Linked DNA regions of Sus scrofa: region 2 is linked to region 1. A link is a contact called in public HiChIP or PLAC-seq data. All regions are on one chromosome and are shown on one strand. The core of a region is the stretch at or near the end of the contact, and the rest is flanking DNA. Distances in the headings are between cores, read along the strand shown.

The links. HiChIP or PLAC-seq counts read pairs in DNA pulled down with a chosen protein or histone mark.
Region 2: an H3K27ac HiChIP or PLAC-seq map of skeletal muscle shows a contact between it and region 1. The contact joins the promoter of FZD2 here to the enhancer-like site in region 1. A contact is called at or near these places in 8 of 47 Hi-C or Micro-C datasets (embryonic fibroblasts, epiblast stem cells, fetal skeletal muscle and 4 more) and 1 of 2 datasets of contacts at active chromatin or transcription factors (skeletal muscle).

What each region holds. Positions count from the first base shown.
Region 1 is chr12:18,700,643-18,706,057 of Sscrofa11.1, reverse strand. No RefSeq gene overlaps it. Among named protein-coding and RNA genes, the nearest start is that of FZD2, 39 kb to the left of the region's middle. Within about 2 kb of position 1,622, at least 27 of the 83 cell types and tissues checked have an H3K27ac peak or open chromatin away from gene starts, as enhancers often do. A contact at or near this core is called in embryonic fibroblasts, omental adipose tissue and skeletal muscle, where this site is marked.
Region 2 is chr12:18,740,674-18,746,822 of Sscrofa11.1, reverse strand. It overlaps FZD2 (frizzled class receptor 2), which reads left to right and starts at 4,522. Exons shown (of 1, transcript NM_001195339.1): 1 at 4,522-6,149. The coding sequence starts at 4,522.

The DNA.
Region 1 (5,415 bases), core at 373-2,872:
ACATACAGAGGTTCCCAGGCTAGGGGTCAAATTGGAGCTGCAGCCCACAGCCCACACCACAGCCACAGCAGCACCAGATCCTTAACCCACTGAGCGAGGCCAGGGATCAAACCCACAACCGCATGGCTCCTTGTCAGATTCGCTTCTGCTGCGCCACAACGGCAACTCCAGGATCCTGTTTTTCAAGACACCTAACCCAGGGGCAGCTTCCCCCCTTCCACCCAGAGTGCATTTCCCCGGACCACGGACCCGCTGCCTGCTGTTGCTTGGGAGAGGGTTAGAAATCGTGAGCACATACCTGCGACGGGCCCCACCAGGGCTTTTCTTTTTTTAAACTTTTTATGAGTAAAGTATAGTTGATTTACAAGGCTCTGTCAATAGGGCTTTAAGGAAGGAACTTGGGAACGATTCCTGCCACTATGCCAGCCATTCCCTGAGCATCAGTGTTTTGGAGGATTTGCTGTGAGAAAGAGGATTTCACTGCTTTGCATCTAAGTTCCCCCATCAGACCGGGAGTTCCCAGAGACCCAACTCGGTCTCCGCCCCCCCTCAAGACAGGGAATTCTGGGTCACCCTCTCAACCCTCCAGTTCAGTCCAGGTCGGTTCTGGCCCAAGCACACGAGGAGAGACAGTGCGACGCGCTAGACCTGCCGAGGGACACGATTCACTTCGGGAAATGCTCCTGCCGCGGCCTCTGGAGTGGGACGGGCGCGTTCGAGGTCCAGACCTCAGCGGACACTCAAACTGGAGGGAATCCGAAGCCCACGGAGTAAGATGGGAAAGGAAGACGTTCGCCTCCTCTCTGCTTCAGGCTGCGGGAGATCCGAGGGGCTGCGGTGGAGGATGGGGAGCAGTTGGACGACGCGGGGAGGTGGGGCGAGGAGGAGAGAGGAGGGAAAAAAGAGCGCTAGTGAGGACCACAGGGTCAAGGAACAGTCTTCTTTTTCTTTTTCTTTTTTTTTTTGTCTTTTTGCTTTTCCTAGGGCCGCACCCACGGCACATGGAGGGTCCCAGGCTAGGAGTCCAATCGGAGCGACAGCTGCCAGCCTACACCAGAGCCACAGCAACGCGGGATCCAAGCCGAGTCTGCGACCTCCACCATAGCTCACGGCAACGCCGGATCCTTAACCCACTGAGCAAGGCCAGGGATCGAACCTGCAACCTCATGGTTCCCAGTCGGATTGATTCACCACTGAGCCACGATGGGAACTCCTCAAGGAACAGTCTTGACCACGGGGAAGAAAATAATGAGAGTCCCTTGGGGGGCCCTGCTGGATGCTCACTAACTCCAGAACTGGGGTTTGGGTCCCACAGCCGGTCAGCAGAGCCCAAATGTTTGGAAGAGGAAGGGTCAGGGGTTCAGACACGACCCTCCTCTCTTGAAAAGCACAAAGAGGACAGCTTTGCTCACCCCCGCTGCAGGCGCCCAGCACATGACCTTTTAACATGCGGGGTCAAGGGGCCGGAAGGAGTCCAGGTCGGAAACGAAGAGGTCCCAACTCTGCCGGCCCAACCTGGCCCTCAGAGGATGGCTCGGGGGTCCCCTCACAGTCCAGGCGGCCCTCCTTTGAAGGCCGGGCTGAGAGGTTCAGCTTTCCAGACTGCGGCGGGAGTGAGTCACGGTCTAACAATGTGATCTGTCAAGTGCTGCCGCTCCCTGGGCTGCGTGTACCCACAGCCTCCCGCGTCTGGATGCTTACTGGGCGTTCCTCACGCTGAACAAAACTCAGAGATCCTGCCTTGGCTTTTTCGGTGCCCTCCCCACCGTCCCCAGTTCCCGTCATTACATTCAGGGGAGCCCATCTGATGGGGGCACCCAGCCAAAGTGATGGGTCAGAAGCGAAAAATGCTAGAAATGTGGGGCCACTTTTCCAGAATTTGAGTCCAGACTCTTCTTTTTTCTTTTTTCTTTTTTGTCTTCTTAGGGCTGCACATGGAAGTTCCCAGGCTAGGGGTCGAATCAGAGCTATAACTGCCAGCCTACATCACAGCCTCAGCAGCGCCAGATCAGAGCCATGTCTGTGACCTACACCACAGCTCACGGCAATGCCAGATCCTTTAACCAACTGAGCAAGGCCACGGATCGAACCAGCCTCCTCATAGATATTGGTCAAATTCTTAACCTGCTGAGCCACCATGGGAACTCCCTGGGTCCAGACTCTTAAGGAATTAAGAAATAAGGCGGGGAGTTCCCGTCTCAAGGATGTCTTAAGTTCCACGTCTTGAGGACACAGGTTCAATCCATGGCCTCGCTCAGTGGGTTAAGGATCCGGCGTTGCTGTGAGCTGTGGTGTGGGTCACAGACATGACTCAGATCCCGAGTTGCTGTGGCTATGGGGGGAGGCCGGTAGCTATAGCTCTGATTCAGCCCCTAGTCTGGGGACCTCCGCATGCCCCAGGCACGGCCCTAAAAAGACATTTACACACAAAAATACAGGAGCTCCCATCGTGGCTCAGCAGGTTAGGAACCTGACTAGTATCCACGTGGGTGGGGTTTCAATCCCTGGCCTTGCTCAGTGGGTCGAAGACCCAGCATTACCAAAAGCTTCGGTGTAGGTGGCAGATGCAGCTTGGATCCTGTGATGCCGCGGCAGCTGCAGATCCAATTCGACCCCTAGCTTGGGAACTTCCATAAGCCACAGGTGCCGCCCTAAAAAAACATAAATAAATACATACATACATATATACATACATGAAAGGAAGAAAGTGTAGTTGGTTTACAATGTTGTGCAATTTATGCTGTACAGCAAAGTGACCCAGTCATGCATATATACAATCCTTAACCCACTGCACTATGCACCATGGTGGAAATTCCTACTCCCACTTTTAATTTATGCTAGCTTACATTTTCTGTATCTTTTAAGCCTCTTAGAAATCCATTACCCCAAACAAGGCCAGGTATAAATAACATTTTTTAAAATTTAATTTGCAAAACATTCTCAAGAATGTTTTCTCTTTTGGTGCTAAGAATAGCCCACGTGGAAGGTAGAGAAGGTGAAGCTATTTCTATTTTTAGGCTAAAAGAGATTAAGGGACTCAGTCAAGGTCATCTGGCTATTGGATGTGGAGTAAGAACTCAAACTGGGGAAGTTCCCATCGTGGCTCAGCGGAAATGAATCCCACTAGGAACCATGAGGTTGCGGGTTCGATCCCTGGCCTCGATCAGTGGGTTAAGGATCCGGCATTGCCGTGAGCTGTGGTGTAGGTTGCAGACATAGCTCAGATCTGGCGTTGCTGTGGCTGTTGTGTAGGCCGGCAGCTGTAGCTCCAACTAGACTCCTAGCTTGGGAACCCCCCTATGCCTCGGGTGTGGCTCTAAAAAGACCAAAAAAAAAAACCCTCAAACTGAGGTCTTGGAACTCCAAGGTTCCACTCCTTCCTCTGTGGAAGGCACCAGAAGAAAGCCTTGAAGGCCCGGGTTGTCTGCCTCCAGCCTGGCCAGGGCACACACCACCTCCCAAGGATGCAGATGGAAATTTTAATGGAGAGGTTCCCCTGCCATCTGCTGAGTTGGGGAGGCCAGAGCCGCAGGGGAAGAGGAAGGCGGCTTTCCATTTCCTTTTCCTGCCCTCATTCCGTCCAAGAACGCAAGGTGAACATCTGGTCCTCCTTCCAGTCAGACGTGTAACCACCACACCTCCCCTCAGAAAAAGAGCAGACAGGACAGTTTTCTCCAAAGCCCCAGGCACAGATCCTCGCTGTTCTCTGTAGGGTTTGCGTTGGGAGTGTCTCCTGACACTACTGGGGAGGCGCTTGCCAAGGAAAGGCCTGTTTTAGAGGAGAGTCTGTAAGGATGGCTGCAAAGTTCATGGTGATAAATCCCAAACTCTTCCCGTTTCTTTCTTTCTTTCTTTCTTATTTATTTTATTTTATTTTATTTATTTATTTATTTGCTTTTTAGGGCCACGTCCATGGCATAGGGAAGTTCCCAGTCTAGGGGTCCAATCAGAGCTACAGCTGCTGGCCTGCACCACAGCCACAGCAATTCGGGATCCAAGCAGCATCTGCAACCTACACTACAGCTCACGGCAACACCGGATCCTTAACCCACTGAGTGAGGCCAGGGATCGAACCAGCAACCTCATGGTTCCTAGTCAGATTCATTTCTACTGTGCCACCACGGGAACTCTTCTTCCCATTTCTCACAGAGAAGGAGTCGGGCCACGCCAAGAAGAGGCTCCTCCCACTTCAGAGGGACTCATTAACTGGAGGCCAGGGTACCCAGCTGGGTCACACACTCCCTCTGCCTGCCAGCACCTGGGCTGAGGTGGGGCAGGAAGGAGGATGCAAGACAGACAGAGCATCTGGAGAGATGCAGAAACAGTCTGACTGGGCAGCTAACTGGGAAAAGATGATATCCTGCTAGGGGTCTGAACAGGAGTCCTTGGGGCAGTTACATTTGAGACGATCCTGGACGGTTATACAAAATTTATTTTCTGTCATCTTTTTAAAAACTGATGACCCTTACTTTTTCTTTGTTTGTTCATTCAGGTTCTTTGGTGTGTGTGTGTTTTGTTTTTCATTTTTTTTTTTTTTTTTTTTTGGCCTCCCCACCGCATATGGAGTTCAGGAGCAAGGGATCAGATCTGAACAACTGTGGCCAGGGATCAAACCTGCGTCCTGGCACTCCAGAGATGCTGTAGATCGCATTGAGCCACAGCAGGAACTCCTGTTCATCTGAGTTATAAAATAGTCTTTGTTCTTCTCTTTTTCTTCCTTTTTTCTTTTTTCTTTCTTTTTTTTTCTTTTTTTTTTTTTTTTGTCTTTTTGTCTTTTTAGGGCCGCACCCACAGCATATGGAGGTTTCCAGGCTAGGCGTCTATCAGAGCTGTAGCTGCCAGCCTACACCACAACCACAACAATGTGGGATCCGAGCCGCGTCTGTGACCTACACCACAGCTCATATCCTTAACCCAGCGCTCAAACCCGTGTCCTCATGGATACTAGCCGGGTTCGTTAACCACTGAGCCAGTGATTTTTAATTTTTATTTTTTTGCTGTGCCCAAGGCATGTGGAAGTTTCTGTGCCACAGCAGTGACAACGCCAGATCTTTAACCCACTGAGCCACCAGTGTATTCCTCTTTTCCTTTTTTTATTCTATGTATTTATTTTTATGTTTTATTTTTTTTGGCCACCCCAAGGCATTTGGAGTTCCTGGGCCAGGGATCAGATGTGAGCCATAGCTGTGACCCTCAGCACAGTTGCGGCAAAGCCGGATCCTTTAATCCACTGTGCCAGGCCAGGGATCCAACCTTCATCCCTGGTACTGCAGAGATGTTGTCGTTCCCCTTGCACCACAGCAGAAACTCCTTTTTTTTTTTTAATGGAAGCAAATTTGATATGTAACATTATATAAGTTTCAGGTGTACAACATTATAATTCGGACGTAAGTATACATTGCAAAGCAATCAATG
Region 2 (6,149 bases), core at 3,273-5,772, 38 kb before region 1:
GGATACTTGTGCCCCCTGCCCATTCCATCCATTTCACCCCACTACACCCTTGCAATGCTGTTCCCTCTGTCTGGAATGCCTATCCTTGTCTTGAGATTGTGGGTTCATAGTCCTGCACTTGCACATGGTCTGCCAAGCCCTGCCAGTATAACACCTGCTGGCCTTTCTTTACCTCATCCTATTTAACTCCCCACTCCAATCATACAGGCCTCCTCTGCTCTCCCCAGTTTTGCTCTCATGGTATCCCCAACTTGCCCTTCATAGCACTGAATCCTTAATCCTATTCATTTAAGTGACTACGTGATGAATGTGAACCTTTTCCACTAGAATATAAGCTCCACAGGACTAGGGGTTGGGTCTGATTGGTCAATATATATTTGTTAAGTGCATAAAAGCACACAATTTTTTTTGGCCACGGCCATGGCATGTGGAAATCCCCAGGCCAGGGATCAAACTCCTGCCACAACAGTGACCCGAGCCGCTGCAGTGACAATGCTGGATCCTTAACTGGCTGCGCCACAAGAGAACTCCCAAAGCACATAATTTTTATCAATGTTAGAGGTTGTAAGGTGTAGGAGGCGGAACACAGCTTTAAGATTCAAGCAGGCCTGGGTTGAAATCTCAGCGCTGCCATTTACTATGTGACCTTGAAAAAGTGGCCGGATCTCACCAAGGTCAGATTCTTCATCCATAAACACAATGCAATACCTACTTTGTAGGCCCAGGCATGATGTATGTGCGGTGATTAACGGGAGCACAATAAATGGTAGTAACAACTACTACTACGTACCCAACGATGTTTGCTTAATGAATATTTTGTGTAACTTTTTGTTTTGAACGGTACTGTAAGATTATAAAATTTATTTTGTTTTTCTGAAATGATAAATGATTTGGAATATATAGTCACGATTTTTTTTTTTTGCTTTTTTTTTTTTTTTTTAAGGGCCACACCAGCAGCACATGGAGGTTCCCAGGCTAGAGGTCAAATCAGAGCTACAGCTGCCAGCCTATGCCACAGCCACAGCAACACAGAATCCGAGCCATGTCTACGACCTACACCACAGCTCACTGAAATGCTGGATCCTTAACCCACTAAATGAAGCCAGGGCTCGAACCCACATCCTCATGGTTCCTAGTCAGTTCGTTAACTGCTGAGCCATGAAGGGAACTCCTCTAGTCGAATATTTTTTTAAAATCTGGCCAGTTCTCTTATGGAGCAGCAGGTTAAGGATCCCGCATTGTCACAGCAGTGGATTGGGTTGGTGCTATGGCATGGGTTCAATCCCTGGCCCAGGAACTTCCAAAAGAAAAAAAATAAAATGTTAAATTCTGTTTAAAAATTAAAAAAAATAAAATCCGTTGGTTTACTCCCACTTTGCCGATGGGGAAAAAGAGCCTGGGAACCTCCATATGCCGCAGGTGTGGCCCTGGAAAAAGACAAAAAGACAAAAAAAAAAAATTTTTTTTTGGCTGCACTCATAGCCGATAAAGGCTCTCAGGCCAGAGACAGAATCCGAGCCACAGCTGAGACCTGAGTTGAGCCGATGCAGTGACAACACTGGATTCTTAACCCACTGCGCCACAGTGGGAACTCCTTATGATATCTTACTTCAGGTAACAATGCTGGATAAATGTTAGATCTTCATAGAAGCACTTTTCCTCTGGAATACCATAAACTCTTAAAGGCAGGGATGCCCCATTTTTCTCTGTCTTGCTCTCAGCACCTACCACTGTGGTTTGAAATCAGAAGGCTCAGTAAAATGTGTTGAAGAAATGAAGGGTTGACCGAGTGAATGAAAGAATGCCTTTTATTTCTCTTTTTCAGCTTCAGCTCCTCCCTGGCCTTGGAGGTGGCTGGGGAAGGGATACCTGTCACTCAAGCCTGGCCCTAGGAAAGGAAAACAGGTTTGTCGTGGAAGGAAATTGAAGATGCAGCATTTCTATTGGAGATTTACTCTCAATTTCCTATCAGATGCTGAGAGTTTCCAGAGGGGAGTGGAGGAGCCTGTCTTACTCATTTTTTTTTCTTTTTACCGCTCAGCAAGAGGCTTGGTACCAGCTCTAGAGATGCTCTGGAGGTAGAGGTGGGGAGAGGTGAAGGAGCAGCACCTCAGGCTTAGTTTGGGCCCCACAGAGCTGGAAGGGATTTTCCCATCCCTGGACTGCTTGGGGGGGGTGAAAGTGGACTTGGGAATGGAATAGAAATAAAATGGAGAGCTAAGGCATAGCCCCCTAATTTTGAAGAAAAGCTTTCTTTCTAAAGTAGTGAAAAAGTCAGCCTCCTTAGGAGATGAGAATTTCCATGTTGTAAAGAATCTGAAAATCTATATGTCAGCCACTCAAGGAAAAAATTGAATCCTGTCCAACCTGGATCCATTGTTTGTATCTACTACTTAGAATTGTCTTTCCTTCTTACTATTACTTCCTTCTGTTTCTCTTAGATTTCGCTTTGTTGTTGTGTTCTTGATTTTTTTATTTTTAAGGCAATCCTTTTCTAGATTGGATCAGGAAATGGCTTGCCAGGCTGGGAGGATTTGGCCCACACAGAGCCAAAGGGGTTTCTAAACTCAATTTTCTTTCTTCTTTTTAAGCATCTCCCCCACCCCACCCCACCCCACCCTACCCCACCCCAAGAGACAATAGAAATAAAAGTAATTGATCCATCATCCAGTACCCGCCCCAGGAACTTTACAGGCAAATTCCCCTTCTCATTCCCAGAATCCAAGAAGGGGGAAAAAAGAAAACCTTTCTAAAGTAGCCTGAACCCTGCTGACCCAACCAGGTGAGAGGAGAGAGAGAGAGAGAGAGAGAGAGAGAGAGAGAGAGAGAGAGAGAGAGAGAGAGAGAGAGAGAGACAGAGTCTGTGTGTGTGTGTGTGTGTGTGAGAGAGAGAGAGAGAGGAGAGAGAGGTTGGGGGGGGAAGAAGGGGAGTTAAGTTAATCCACCACAGCCCCCAGCCTCCTCCCTCGCCACACACACACCACCCTTTCTGGTGTAGAATCGCTTAAGATTTGGGTAAAACTCTCCTCTCTCCCAGGAGACGATATCTGGAAGCTTTTAGGGGCGGAGGCAGAGGTGGAGAGAGAGGAGGAAAATCCTCCCAACCGGCCTAAAAGAGTCATCTCTTCACTCAAAACTGCTCGTCACCCCCCACCCTCCACCATTAACCTTCGATTAAGACCTCCTCGTTACGGCAACTAAACTTTACTTTGCATAATTAAGATTTGCCTCGGAAGAAGGGGGAGGGAGAAGCCGAAGCTCGGGGTGATTCTTCTTCACCTCACCCCCTCCCAGCCCCGCCCCAACCCTCCAGCCCAGGGCCTCTGAGTTCCTGAGTTTTCTCACTTTGAGGTGCCACCGAACACAAAGAACCATAATGGGCTCCTTTGTGCTCGCTACGGGGCAATTACGCCCCGGAGTCCAGGCCCCTTTAAGAGTCTCTTAAAGAGACAGGCTCTCATTTTTTTCAGAGGGTTATTTAAGGGTGCACATGGGGGAGGGGCGAGGCAAACCCCTAGGTGTGTATAAATAGGGTGATGCGAAACTTCTGTCTGGATTCTTTGAGAAGGGACTGAGAGAAAAGTCTTTGTAAACAGTTTTGTTTTTTTCAATCTCTCCCTTAAAGCATTTTTTTTTTCAAACTTAAGATTTTTTTTTTTAATTTGATCTAAAAAATTGGACTGGAATAGGTGGGGTTCGAGGAGCAGGGGCGGAGGCAAGGATTTAAAGAAGCCCTACCCGGGAGAGCACCATGGCCCCCGGAGGAAAAGTGATTCAGGGTTGTGTGACTCGGGGCCGCCGCACATCTGTGGAACATTTATCTCTGGATCTCTCCGCCGCGACTCCGGAGAAATCCCGTGCTAGGCAAAAAGCCCTAATATAATAATAGCTTGTCTCTTTAAAAAGCCAAAGGAGGGGGGGAAAGTTTTGTTGGCATCTGGTTTCTGATCTTATTATGTTGTGGTCGACCAATCCAGCCCTCGGGGCTGGTCCTTGGGTTTAAATCTCATTGGCCGAGAGAACATTTTGGGACGGTGCTTAGAGCTCGACGGGGCGGTTTCAAGGATCCCTTTTTTGGGGGGCTGAGGAGAGGGCGGGGCCGCCGGCGGGGGCCCCCTTGAAACCGACTAATTGGGATCGGAGAGGCCGAGGTGAGGGCTGGAGGAAGGCACAAAGGAGTCGCTGGGCGGAGAAGGGAGGGGAGAGGCGAGAGGAGGAGGAAGAGGAGGAGAGAGGGCAAGCCGCGCGCGGTGTCTCTGGCGGCTCAGTCCGACCTCGGCGAGCTAGCGGGCGGGCACGCCGCCCCCCTCCCCCGCCCGGCCTCCCCAACTCTGCGGCCGCGAGCAAAGTTTGCAAAGAGGCGCGGGAGGCGGCTGCCGCGGCGAGGCGGCGGCGGGGAAGGCGCGCGGTCTCCGGGCTGGGGGCGGGGGCGGGGGGGGCGCCCGGGAGCCGGGTGGGGGGCGGCGGCCAGCATGCGGCCCCGCAGCGCCCTGCCCCGCCTGCTGCTGCCGTTGCTCCTGTTGCCCGCCGCCGGGCCGGCCCAGTTCCACGGGGAGAAGGGCATCTCCATCCCGGACCACGGCTTCTGCCAACCCATCTCCATCCCGCTGTGCACGGACATCGCCTACAACCAGACGATCATGCCCAACCTTCTGGGCCACACGAACCAGGAGGACGCGGGCCTGGAGGTGCACCAATTCTACCCGTTGGTGAAGGTGCAGTGCTCGCCCGAACTGCGCTTCTTCCTATGCTCCATGTACGCACCCGTGTGCACCGTGCTGGAGCAGGCCATCCCGCCGTGTCGCTCCATCTGCGAGCGCGCGCGCCAGGGCTGCGAGGCGCTCATGAACAAGTTCGGTTTCCAGTGGCCGGAGCGCCTACGCTGCGAGCACTTCCCCCGCCACGGCGCGGAACAGATCTGCGTGGGCCAGAACCACTCCGAGGACGGGGCGCCCGCGCTGCTCACCACCGCGCCGCCGCCGGGCCTGCAGCCGGGTGCTGGGGGCACCCCGGGCGGCCCGGGCGGCGGCGGCTCGCCCCCGCGCTACGCCACGCTGGAGCACCCGTTCCACTGCCCGCGCGTCCTTAAGGTGCCGTCCTATCTCAGCTACAAGTTCCTGGGCGAGCGCGACTGCGCGGCGCCTTGCGAACCCGCGCGGCCCGACGGCTCCATGTTCTTCTCTCAGGAGGAAACGCGTTTTGCGCGCCTCTGGATTCTCACCTGGTCAGTGTTGTGCTGCGCCTCCACCTTCTTCACCGTCACTACGTACCTGGTGGACATGCAGCGCTTCCGCTACCCGGAGCGGCCCATCATCTTTCTGTCCGGCTGCTACACTATGGTGTCGGTGGCCTACATCGCGGGCTTCGTGCTCCAGGAGCGCGTGGTGTGTAACGAGCGCTTCTCCGAGGACGGCTACCGCACAGTGGTACAGGGGACCAAGAAGGAGGGCTGCACCATCCTCTTCATGATGCTCTACTTCTTCAGCATGGCCAGTTCCATCTGGTGGGTCATCCTGTCGCTCACCTGGTTCCTGGCGGCGGGCATGAAATGGGGCCACGAGGCCATTGAAGCCAACTCGCAGTACTTCCACTTGGCCGCGTGGGCCGTGCCCGCCGTCAAAACCATCACAATCCTGGCCATGGGCCAGATTGACGGCGACCTGCTGAGCGGCGTGTGCTTCGTGGGCCTCAACAGCCTGGACCCGCTGCGGGGCTTCGTGCTGGCGCCGCTCTTCGTGTACCTGTTCATAGGCACGTCCTTCCTCCTGGCCGGTTTCGTGTCCCTCTTCCGCATCCGTACCATCATGAAGCACGATGGCACCAAGACCGAGAAGCTGGAGAGGCTCATGGTGCGCATCGGCGTCTTCTCGGTGCTCTACACGGTGCCCGCCACCATCGTCATCGCCTGCTACTTCTACGAGCAGGCCTTCCGAGAGCACTGGGAGCGCTCGTGGGTGAGCCAGCACTGCAAGAGCCTGGCCATCCCGTGCCCGGCGCACTACACTCCGCGCATGTCGCCCGACTTCACGGTCTACATGATCAAATACCTCATGACGCTCATCGTGGGCATCACGTCGGGCTTCTGGATCTGGTCCGGCAAGACGCTGCACTCGTGGAGGAAGTTCTACACCCGTCTCACCAACAGCCGG